2 separate regions of the Mus musculus genome follow, and region 1 is linked to region 2. Evidence: chromatin contacts called from public ChIA-PET data. All regions are on one chromosome and are shown on one strand. Each heading gives the region's core, a stretch centred on a gene start, on an enhancer-like site or on the middle of the called end of the contact. The rest is flanking DNA. Distances are from core to core; before and after follow the strand shown.

The links. ChIA-PET counts read pairs in DNA pulled down with a chosen protein or histone mark.
Region 1: an RNA polymerase II ChIA-PET map of memory CD8 T cells shows a contact between it and region 2, with 5 times the contacts expected there. The contact joins two enhancer-like sites. A contact is called at or near these places in 7 of 484 Hi-C or Micro-C datasets (the C2C12 cell line, CD4 T cells, the STO cell line and 3 more) and 4 of 115 datasets of contacts at active chromatin or transcription factors (CD8 T cells, double positive thymocytes, memory CD8 T cells and 1 more).

Annotation. Positions count from the first base shown.
Region 1 is chr4:63,939,284-63,944,802 of GRCm38.p6, forward strand. No RefSeq gene overlaps it. Among named protein-coding and RNA genes, the nearest start is that of 8030451A03Rik, 43 kb to the right of the region's middle. Within about 2 kb of position 3,783, at least 28 of the 459 cell types and tissues checked have an H3K27ac peak or open chromatin away from gene starts, as enhancers often do. A contact at or near this core is called in CD8 T cells, where this site is marked.
Region 2 is chr4:63,820,601-63,825,958 of GRCm38.p6, forward strand. No RefSeq gene overlaps it. Among named protein-coding and RNA genes, the nearest start is that of Tnfsf8, 38 kb to the right of the region's middle. Within about 2 kb of position 2,726, at least 21 of the 459 cell types and tissues checked have an H3K27ac peak or open chromatin away from gene starts, as enhancers often do. A contact at or near this core is called in CD8 T cells, where this site is marked.

The DNA of each region.
Region 1 (5,519 bases), core at 2,533-5,032, 120 kb after region 2:
ATCTCTGTATAGTCAGTGTCTGGCACATGATGCTGAGATAAATGAATAAACGAGATGTTGCCGTCTCTCACCTTGATTTTCCCAGCTAGCTTCATCCTTCAGTCTAACATGATAAGAATCAAGGGAATCCCCTGCGTGACTCTGTGACTCTGCCATGCATGTCACTTACAGCTTCTCTGTCACTTACTGCACGTTTGTCTTACAAGTGCCATCACTGAGTCCTTCCATTACACAGCCAGGTACCACTTGAAAACAGGTGTGTTCGAATCCTGAGCCCAGAGCCTCATCTTCTGTTTTGCCAGCACTCAGTCAGTACCTTCTGAACCAAGGAACTGGGCTGATTTTTGCCTAAATGGACATGACATCAGGTCCTGCACTCACCTCTCCAGCAAGCTGTTTTCCCCATCTGAATCTGGGGAAATCACCTTTGTTGATGATCCCACAGCTTCAGTGGCTTGACGCACATCCTCTGCCTTGTGCTCTGTGCTACCTGTCAGAGTTCTAAAAATGCTAAAAGGGATGATTTGATTCAAGTGAGGCCAAGCTCTTAAGTTTAGAGATGGAGCAGAGGAAATGTTCTCAGAATGATGTCATGTAAGAGAAAACTATGCTGAAGGTCAGTACCAGGTCTCCTGTTAGACATTGGGTTTTCTGATAAGGTCAATTTCTTTAGTAGAGAAGAAGACTGGGTTGTGTCTATCCTGTTATCCTTTGATCTTGGGAGGAAGGAAGGAACATTAGGCAAAGACTGGGGATTGGAAGCACACAGAAAGCTTATGCTGCTGATGAAGTGTAGCTTAGAAAGTGCCAGATGGAAGCCCTAATTGATGCTGAAAATTTTTTGACCATAAGAGAAAGCAGACTGAATATGGAAGGACTCTACTAGACAGAATAGACAGAAATCAGCAGCTCTACCCAGCCAGTGACATGGTGCGTTGACACTACGGACACTGCTCCTTCATGTCATAGCCCAGCACTGCTGCTGGGTTCTATCTCCACTTTGGGCAGTTGGTCAGAGAGACAGACTTCCTTTCTTCCCTTCCTCTGCAAATTCAGTCCTTCAGGAAGAACAAGGGCCCAAGGTGAGTCAAGATGGATCAAGATGGTAGCAGAACACCACAGAAATGGGTATTTCTGGCTGTATTTCCAGTGGCCATTTTTTTCTACCACTTGGCCCAGGCTCTCAACATCCCTGGTCCTCAATTTTGCAACACTGGGAAATGGGAATCCCACAAACTGCTCTGCTCCCACTCAGGGTCATAAATTCGGGCCCTAGAATATGTTTTGTAAATGGGTGTACGCTCACGAGCAGAAGGACAGTGTGATTCTATTCTATATTACTGGAAGCTGCGTATTCAACCTCCTCTTGTGAAAATGGGTGACAGATGAAAAAAAAAAAACCTGAGAAATACTCCTTGTGAACAGAAGGACAACTGTAAAGTGGCTGATCAGCAGTCACCTGGTCTGAGACTCTCCTCACCAGTGAAGGCAGTCAGATTCATGTCGTATCTTAACACCGAAAATCAGCTCCTGCCTCTATCAGACAGTCCCTCTCTATTACCGTCATGCTTATAATTTCAGTCAATCCTTGACCTTAAATTGGGGCCACAACCTTCAGATCCTGCTGGGTCACTGATGATCAGAGGATGACACTTGGAATCCAGTAACTCTTGATGCTAACACTTCCCGGCCTCAGCTTTTCCATCCATAGAATGGGGAGAATAACACACACGGCTGTTTTGAGGTCTGCATGGGCTCATTGTGAAAACTGCTTAGTATGCTGACTGTAAGCAGGCAGCACTCAGGAAAGCTGCGGTTATTCTCATAGCAATCCAATGCACTAGAAACGAGTTCTGGGCACTTGCATAACAATTGAGTTAGACCTACATCTTGGGGCTTCCCTACTGGCCCCATTTGTACGAGTAGCCTTCAGCTCAGTGTCTTGTCCCTGCTGGTCCCAATTCTTTGCCCTGAACATCATTCAGCTTATCTGAGGTCTAAATTCCATCTAGTCCCAGTGTTGCCAACAAATTCTGTTTCTTCTTCCTCCTCCTCCTCTCTTGCTACCATTCCACCTAAAGTTCTGTCTGCTGAGTCCATGGAAGACTTCCATGGCGACCACCCAAATGCTGCGGTCTGCAGTCTGAAGCTTTTCCAGGGGCTGTTTACTGTTTAGCCCTTAATGGCCTCTCTGATTTGATCTTGAGTCTCATATGTTCCGACCACAGTGCGCTTCCTTCTGAGCTCATTAGGCTTTAGGGCAGAGCCTGAGACCAAGGCACAAAAGATGGTCCCAAGATCAGGGTGAGGGAGTAGGTGGAGTGAGACAGGGAAGGAAAACAGTTGACATGGGTTGCACAATCAATTGTTTCCTGTTCTGAGTAGCCTTGACTCTGTCCCCCCCAAGGGCAGGTTGACAATGCCTCCCAATTGCCTTGCTATAGGACAGAAACCTTTGACACTCCTCCACTCTTCCTCCCCTGAACTGGAATAGAGTCCCCCATTATTTTACACTTTGAAAATGACTTTGGCTTAGACAAACTGGACTCCCAAGCTCTTGAGAAAGTCCTGAGGCAGAGACGTGGAGACCCACTGGCTTGGAGGGAGAGCATGTGCATATGTATTGCAGATTAAATATGAAAATGTGTCCGTAGATGCTACCTTGTTACCAAGCTGTTCCCCACTCCAGGCCTCTTGCAAGAACTGTGTCTCCCATCATGCATGTTTAGATTCAAATGTCCCAGTTTTAGAGATAGCCCTCTTGACATTCTGTCTGAAGGAGGCTACTGTGGTTCCTCTATCCAATGCCAGTTTTTCTTCATGACCCTTTTCTAGTATCTGGGTTAAAACCTACCAGCTCACAGCATGTCCAGGTCATGGCAGAGGTTCAAGCAAGACTGATGCCAGACTTGACTTGGGCAATTATATAGAGAGGTCAGATTCCAGGGTAAGAAGCAGGTAATAAAGCATGCGATGGCTCAGATGATTATTACGTGTGGGGTGGAGGACATCAAGAGGTGAGGGCAGGGAATTCTACAGAGTTGAACACAAAAGGCACAGAGACCAACTATCAGAGGTTCAGAGGGAGGCAGCAATAGGTTGTCACTCAGAGACAGGACAGACCCAGACTTATATGCACAGGTGGAGGTGGGCTGGCATGGAGAATTTTGTATCTGGTTCCTCTTCTTCAGTGTAGCCAGGTGCATGATGTCATTGGAGGCTGGAGAAAGTGATGACTTCCTTACAGCCTTAGTGCAGATTTCTGTGTGGTTACAGTCTGTTCTCCAAACCTAAACATAGTGGGACTTCAGGAACGAACACAGGGATTTTTGGGTCTCATCTCTATAGCCTCTGTAGACTCATGTGTGTAGCCTAAAATTGCCCCGGGTGTCCTGGAGGGCCTGGAATGAAGAGGCATGTGAAGACATCTTCTACCAGCATGGACTCTCTAGGCTGCAGGTAGACAAGCATGCCTGTACAGCTTCTCTGAACACAGTGTCTCACATTCCCGGAGCTGAGGATATAGGTTCCACTTGATAGTGACCTCATGATCTTGTCTCAATTCTCTGTGCTGCAGGGAACTATCTCCCCTCCACAGGGGAGGCTACAGAGTGCTGCATCCACCCTGCAGGCAGAGAAATCATCAAGGCATATGTCTTTTTGCCTTAAGGATTTTTTTCTCCTCCAAATAGACTTATAACAACAAGTAACCCCCTGGTTTCTATCACTTCTGCATTTAGAGTCTGTACTCCCTCCTGGTAGAGTTGATGTTAGTGGTCACAGGAAAGGGGTGTGGCCCTCTTGTCAGCTCAGATGTGCAGGCTGAGGCTGTTAATCATGTTCACAACCATTGCCACCACTTGGGTAGTAAGGTTTCAAGTCAGCGTGTTTCACTTAATTCCGATTGCATAAAGCAGACCACCGCCTCAGTGACACTGGCCAAACCTGCCTCAGTTTCCAGCTCTGTAGAATGGAGACTATAGGGTGGTGGTGAAGGTTAAATGAACTTTGATATGGACAGCAGCTGTAACAGGAACTGCTGTCAATCAGGGCTTGTTTTATTTTTAGCTCCATCTTTCGTGTCAAAATGGAGGACCTAAAGAAGAAACACCAAGGAGCTTTTACAAAATGGGAATCTGTACAATTTCACATCTTAAATATTATTCTTTGTGGAAGAATTTTTAGTGGTGTATGGGTAAAACAGAGAGCAAATTACATCATTGGCGTGAAAAGGAGAAGAGAGACTGGTGGAAGGAACTAGAACAAATAGACCACAGCATAGACCTGAGCCATGATGACTGAAAGGCAATAACTCTGTCCTTGTAGCAAATTAACCTGGGAGCTGCCAACTGATAGACAGTTGACATCCTGAGCAGCACTGCACACATATTTGTCTGCAGGTATATTTGTGAGGGCACCGGATGCTGTAGGGATATCTCTTGTGACTCCCTAAAGGATATACGACTTTGAGTATAGTTTTCCATAATCAGCTTTGTCATGACCAGCCACCAGAGGTAGACATCTTATGTGATTCTCTGGAGGACCTGGGCCTTTGCTTCATGAGACTAGAGTACCAAATTAGAAGTCATAATGGAAGTGAGATATAATTTTGTCTGCTTCTCACACTCAACTAGGTATGTTTAGAGTTAACATTCATTTTTCTTTGCCTGCTTCATGCTCTTCTGTAAAGCAGCTAAAAGGCACGAGGCACTTGACCTGGCCTGTTCAGGCTTCCACTTAAATTAACCGAAAGCACTCACATTAGCTCCACCTATTGACCAGCCAGTCAAATGGGTATTGATCATTTAGTCTGTGTGAAGGATGGCTGCGGGGAGTATAGCCAAGATACTGTTTGTCATTTACTACGGTGCAGCTCTGTATTGTAGGTACAGCGGTGCATTTATTGTAGTTATATGAGACAGTTATCATTTGTGTTTTATAAAAGAAAACGTTTGAAAACCCTAAATCATTAGGGAGCATGACCAAATGTAGATGGCTAGTTCCATTGTAGAACCAGGATTTGAAAGAGACGGATGGTCCATTCACTCATGAGCACTGCTACTTTTCTCAACAGTGATGACTGCCACAAAGACTCAAAGACATAATTCCTGTTTCCAACACACTCACTGTCTGGCAGGCGAGGCAGTTTCCTGACTGCATGGTCAGGGGTCCTACTTTACCCAGACTCTCGTCTTAGCATTGAAAGCATCTGTTATAAGATGCACATCGAGTGACTTAAGTTCCACTGGAATACTCTGTGGATTACTTGGGGGAAGAGAAAACAAAGGATTATGTGGTGTCTAGGGCAAGGAAGAGAGGGATACGATCTCTTTATGGTAAAGATCTCCTTTATAGGCACGCGCCTCTGACTGCGTTCCAAGTTTCTTGCAGCTTCCTAGGTGAGGTTTGGAAAGGCTCATGTAACAGAGAAATTTGCCCAAGAATAATTTCTTGTAAAAGTGATTCCAACCCAGGAGACAGAGACATTCGTCATGTCTGGGGCTGACTGCTTTTTTTTT
Region 2 (5,358 bases), core at 1,476-3,975:
TTTGAATAAGATAAGCTTGTTACAAAGAACTTGACAAATAATTCTGTCTGAGCAAGGTATTTTCACAGTATGATCTTCATGGATCATTGAATTCTCCTTCCTCATTTTCTGGCCCTTCCACTGTTCCATTTTCTCTTCTGTGTTCTTCCTAGTATCCTCTTCCAGGCTTCCTCCCTTCATCCCACATATCTATGCAGCTATGGTGGCCCTTCTTTCTTCCACAGCTGGTGGGAATCAACAGGGTTGCTTCATGGCCTAAGCCCCACCCCTTCTCAGGGCCTTGATTACTTCTCTTGAAATTGGGGATAATAACAGTAGCAACCTCCTAGAAATAAGATGAAAAGAGCTCTCTAGATGTAAAAATTCTTAGCCAAGGGCCTGACTGGCAATGAACTCATTGTACATTAGCTATTGTTGTTAGCTGGTAGTGCATTTGTGGGCTTTAACATACATCATCATACACTTTTAGCAGAATGCTTAGTGCACACATGACCTATTTTCGAAATTAGTTTCCAAGCTTCATAAAAGCACATCTGGGCCTCAGATTCTTCTTTCATTTCCACTGTGTTTGTCAAATTTACCAACCATAATAAAAACAATGAATTGAAATTTAGGTTTTTTTAAAAAATACTGTATTTCTGATGCTATCATTACCCTGATCCCTTCTGAAGTTCTGATGGAGTATTTGCCTTTCTCCCATATTCAGATTTATAATGTGTGTGTGTGTGTGTGTGTGTGTGTGTGTGTCTGTGCGTATGTCTGTGTGTGAATTTGTGTGTATACTGTCACAAGATTGTTGAATTGACAACTGCTGTCCTTTATGTAGACCAATTCACAAGAACAGTTCTCTACAGATACTAACAGTTTGGGTGGCATTAAAAACAGACGTAAAAATTTGAATGGCTGTACAATAACCGCAGAGTGAAAATCAGTTTCTATTCTCTAGTCCAGAAATTATGTTCTTATGGGTAAGATTTACATGTGTTGCCAGCAGTTTCTTACAATTTTCTGAATTGTAACAATTTAAGAGACCACAGAAGATTGACACAACCTGAATTCATGAAGCAACACTGTCAGGAAACTTCTGTCTCAGAATTTCCTTCTTTTCCACATATTTTTGGAAATAGAACATCATTCTTGTTTACCCTTTTTGTAAAAGGAGAAAAGAAAAAATCAATACAGGAAGTTTTTGTTTTGAGAACAGCTTGTATTCAAATCATCATGTGATTCAGAGAGAGGCACTGTTGGCATCTTTTCCTCACTGCTTATCTATCTATCTATCTATCTATCTATCTATCTATCTATCTATCTATCTATCTACCTATCTATCTATCATCTATCGTGTTTCCCAGTCACAGGGATGAGCTTTGGTACATGTTTAAGCACATCCTCTTGTCTAAGGTAATTTAGAGATCTCAGTAGTGCAATCTAAAACATAGCTATAAAGGATTTTTCATATTCATGTGGGCTTCATTAGATACCCCTTACTAGTGTAATTGGAAAAATTAGTTTCATTTTCCTCCAAGTCATTATCTGTTTTCAGCTTCCTTGAGTAAGTAGCTACCTGAAAACCAAAATAAAGACTCCATGGACCAAAAAAAAAAAAAAAAAAAAAAAAAAAAAAAAAAAAGAAAGAAAGAAAAAAAAAGCAATAATTTTCTTAAAGCATTGCCTTCGTTATAACTTCTTTGGAGAGACTTTTATTAAAATCTATTATTTAAAAAAAACTTTATGAGATGAAGTATGTTCATGTGGCTCAATGAGCCTTCAAACTCTCCTTCTGCCTCGCTCTTCCCCCTCCACCCAATGTGCTATTCTAGCACTTCTTTCTCTCCCTTTCTTTCCCCACCCTCTTCCTTTCCTTCCTTGCTTCTCTCTCTCACACTTTCCCTCTCTCCTTCCTTGCCTCTTACTCTTTCAATTCCTTCATATTTTTAGAGTGAATATAACCAAGTCCATAGAAGGTCTAAAAATTTCCCCCAACACTAACAGACACAATTGTGAAAAACTCTGATACAGTCCTTATCACAGCAGGCAGTCTTGAGGGCTGCAGGGAGTAGTGATAGGATACACTTCTCTCTGTGGGCAAATTTTTAATGTGTGTGAGTGTGCACTGCGCATATATCTGAACATACAAGGCACCAGCAATACCAGCCAGGGCTGCAGCATGCTTTCTTTAAAGGGTCAACTGTCAGCTTTGCAGGCATGCGGGAGCTCTTGCATTCTGGGATAGCCACTTCCCTCACCACAACTGCCCCAAATCAGGCATGGATTCTGAATGATGAAGGATAAAGTTGTGCTCCTTCAACACTTTATGGTCAGCCATTTGGCAGAGGCTGCCTCTTGCTGACTCCCGAATACAGTGTAGTACTGAGTACAATAAAAATCAATGCCAGGGTCTCCCAGTCTTTATCAATGGACAGTGTTGCTTAGTTCTCTCATCTGTCATTTGAAATAATGGTCTTGTAAACCCAAAAGTGCTACGCAGGCATCTTAGATGGCATTTGCTCCATCTTCCATTTACTGAAGAAATATACATCAGACACCCACTGTGTGCCAAGAGCTTTCCTGGGATCACAATGATGGTAGATGCAGATGAATCACATACAATTTGGAAAAAGTACTAATACCGGAGTGCTGGATGATTGTGAGGTTGGGCTCACAGCACAAGATGACAGCCTGGAGGTGGGGGTGGGGTTTTACCCAAGATACAGGCGCTCATGAAGGGAAGTGGTTTGTCCTGGGCAGGAAATGAGTACACACGTTGGGATGGGGGTGGCCAAACTTCTTCCCCTGTCTGGAACCCAGAAAAGTTGTGCCAAGACTCCGAATTACAGAAAGAGCTGTATGATTCTGTATGGGGGTGTGAGCTATTTCCTGGCCATACTGGGTTTGACTTAGGGTGAATGGTATTATTGAATTCATACTTTTCCACTCCCAAGTGTCAGTGGCAAAGAGAACAGGTACCCCATTTGTGGAGAAACCAGAATCAAGACTCAAGGTTCTGCAGAGGCTTAAATGAGCAAGTCCTTTTCTGTAGCCCAGAATAGAGTGTGAATGGGAGGAGGATCAGGCCAGAATAACTAGAAGGAGGGATGGTTTTACTTTGTACACACGGGAGGGAATGCATTCTGCATTTGGATATTGTTCTCAGAGAACAAGGTCAGACACATAGGGTGCAGAGAGTGAATGACTCTGGTGGTGAGACCATTAAGTCTCATGGTCTAACTTAGCCTGATAGTGGCTCCTGAGAAATAAGATCTGATATGGAATTTTGTGAAAAAGGTCAAGTTAACTAAGCTGAAAGGGTAGAGGTGGGGCAAAATCCTTATGGATGACGCTTGCACAAAGGCAAGTGGCCTCCTGGCTGCTCACCACTCTCTGACGATAGATGAGACTCGGGAGCCAGATGGTGAATGTTTACAACTGGTTCTTCAGCTAAGAAGCTGCTTACTCTTGGACAAGCTTTTGCATTTCTTTGAACCTCTGTTTCTCCAATAATCTCATGTGATTATTGGGAGCATGAAATGGCCTACAGTGTCTGGAAGGTTTAGCGTACTGCCTGGATTCAATAAGCGTCAGCAATCGTGCTTACGTGCTATAGAATGGATTAAGTCAATACATCATGAATGACATCAGAGGAACCTGGAAAGATCACAGTTGAGCTCTGTGTCTTTGTGAACATGCATCAGCAGCAGGAACAGAGTTTCCTTCAGCATTTGGCTGTTGGTTTCTTAGCTGCAACTGTCTATCCTGGGATGGGATGGGCATTTTTTTTTTCCTGTTTACTCCAGAGCTTCTGCTGACTCTATGTGGACAGCTAGTAAAAGGAAACCAGAGAGTCAGAAAAGGGCAGAGTCAGAAGGTCACCACAGTTATGTCATCTGTGGTCTAAGCCATGAGAATGGAATAGTGAATTACTTAGGCTGGGTTCTCTTGGAGGAGGACTGACCTTCAGCTTCGTGTGCCCCGAGATACATTCGTCAATAACTCAAGCTGGTCATTCCCTCATTCTACTGATGGTGCAATTCTATTTCCAAGTTCTGTTTGTGCCAGACACCTTGGTTCGTGCTGCTTCAGAGATGAATTTCTGCTTCATTTCTATGTGGACAAGGGGCTTATCTGCAGCGGCGGGTCTGGGGCTGCCTCAGCGTAGACTTAAGGAGAGGGTCCTTGGTGTTCTGCCTCTGTGGAAGCCTGACCCTAAGGAGTTCTCCATTTTGTAGGGATTGTAGATATACTCACCCTTTGAGTGTTTGCTTCATGGAGGTCTTTGCTGAGTGAGCCAATGGCTGTTTTCTCCTGATGCAGAAGGAAACACCTTTGTGCATAATGAACCTTTATTTCTTTCAAACCTGCATTGATTCGTTATCTCCTTCTCTGCTCTCCACAAGCCAAGGTCTTTTAGAGAAAGTGTCCACAATAAAATACCCCCAGCTGCATACTTTTCAAACTTAGTACGTATCCTGACTTGGTGGCGTTGGAAAGGATTCTTCTCATTTTAAAGCAGAGGAACAAAGAGTCCAAGAGACTTGCTGAGGTCAGAAGGTTAGCAATTTCTTTTACGAGGACTTAACACTCAAGCATGCTGATGCTGTAGTGACTGTCTCTTCCCATTGTTAATCTCTACATGTTTTCTCTCCTTTCTTTACTACAGGGAAGGGACAATCCTCACCAGAGCATCTTGATGGTGTCCAAAGCTTTCACCACAATGGGCATACTCTTATCCCAGCCCGCAGCTCTTTCCCAAGAGTCCCACGGAGAGAGTGAGCAAAAGGGCAAAGTTTAAAAATGGATGATAATTTCCAATGAATGAAAGCATTGTGTTTATATACTGATGCGTTCTCTAATGTGTAGGCTGTCACATTTGCCTAGATGCAGGAAGGGAAAGGATATGCTACTTCCAAAGGTAGACAGAGCTGGAGGAATGGGGGATAGAGTAGACTCTAAGCCATCATCTTTACTAGAGAAGCCAGTGTTCTCTAGATAGAGTGGTACCTTGGGATATTTCTTTAACAAGATCCTTAACAAAAATCCATGTCCTGTTCCATATCTGTAAGAGATGCTCCTTTTTCTCCAAGTTGCTGGGTGATGCCAACATCAGGACGTAATTTGAATGTTGAAAATTTAAACAATTAACTTTAAAAGCTTTGCTCATTTATTTTAGCATGCATTTAAATTTTTTATCCAAAAATACTTTTATTTATCCTTACCAATTGTACACTCAGATACAATGTACCTTGCTTGCATCATACTCTATTCACCTTCATCTCCTGTTCACTGAGCTCAGTTAGTGTATCCTGCAGGTGCACTGGGAAATCTGTGCATGTGTGGGGGTCCAGTAGCTGCACCCACAAA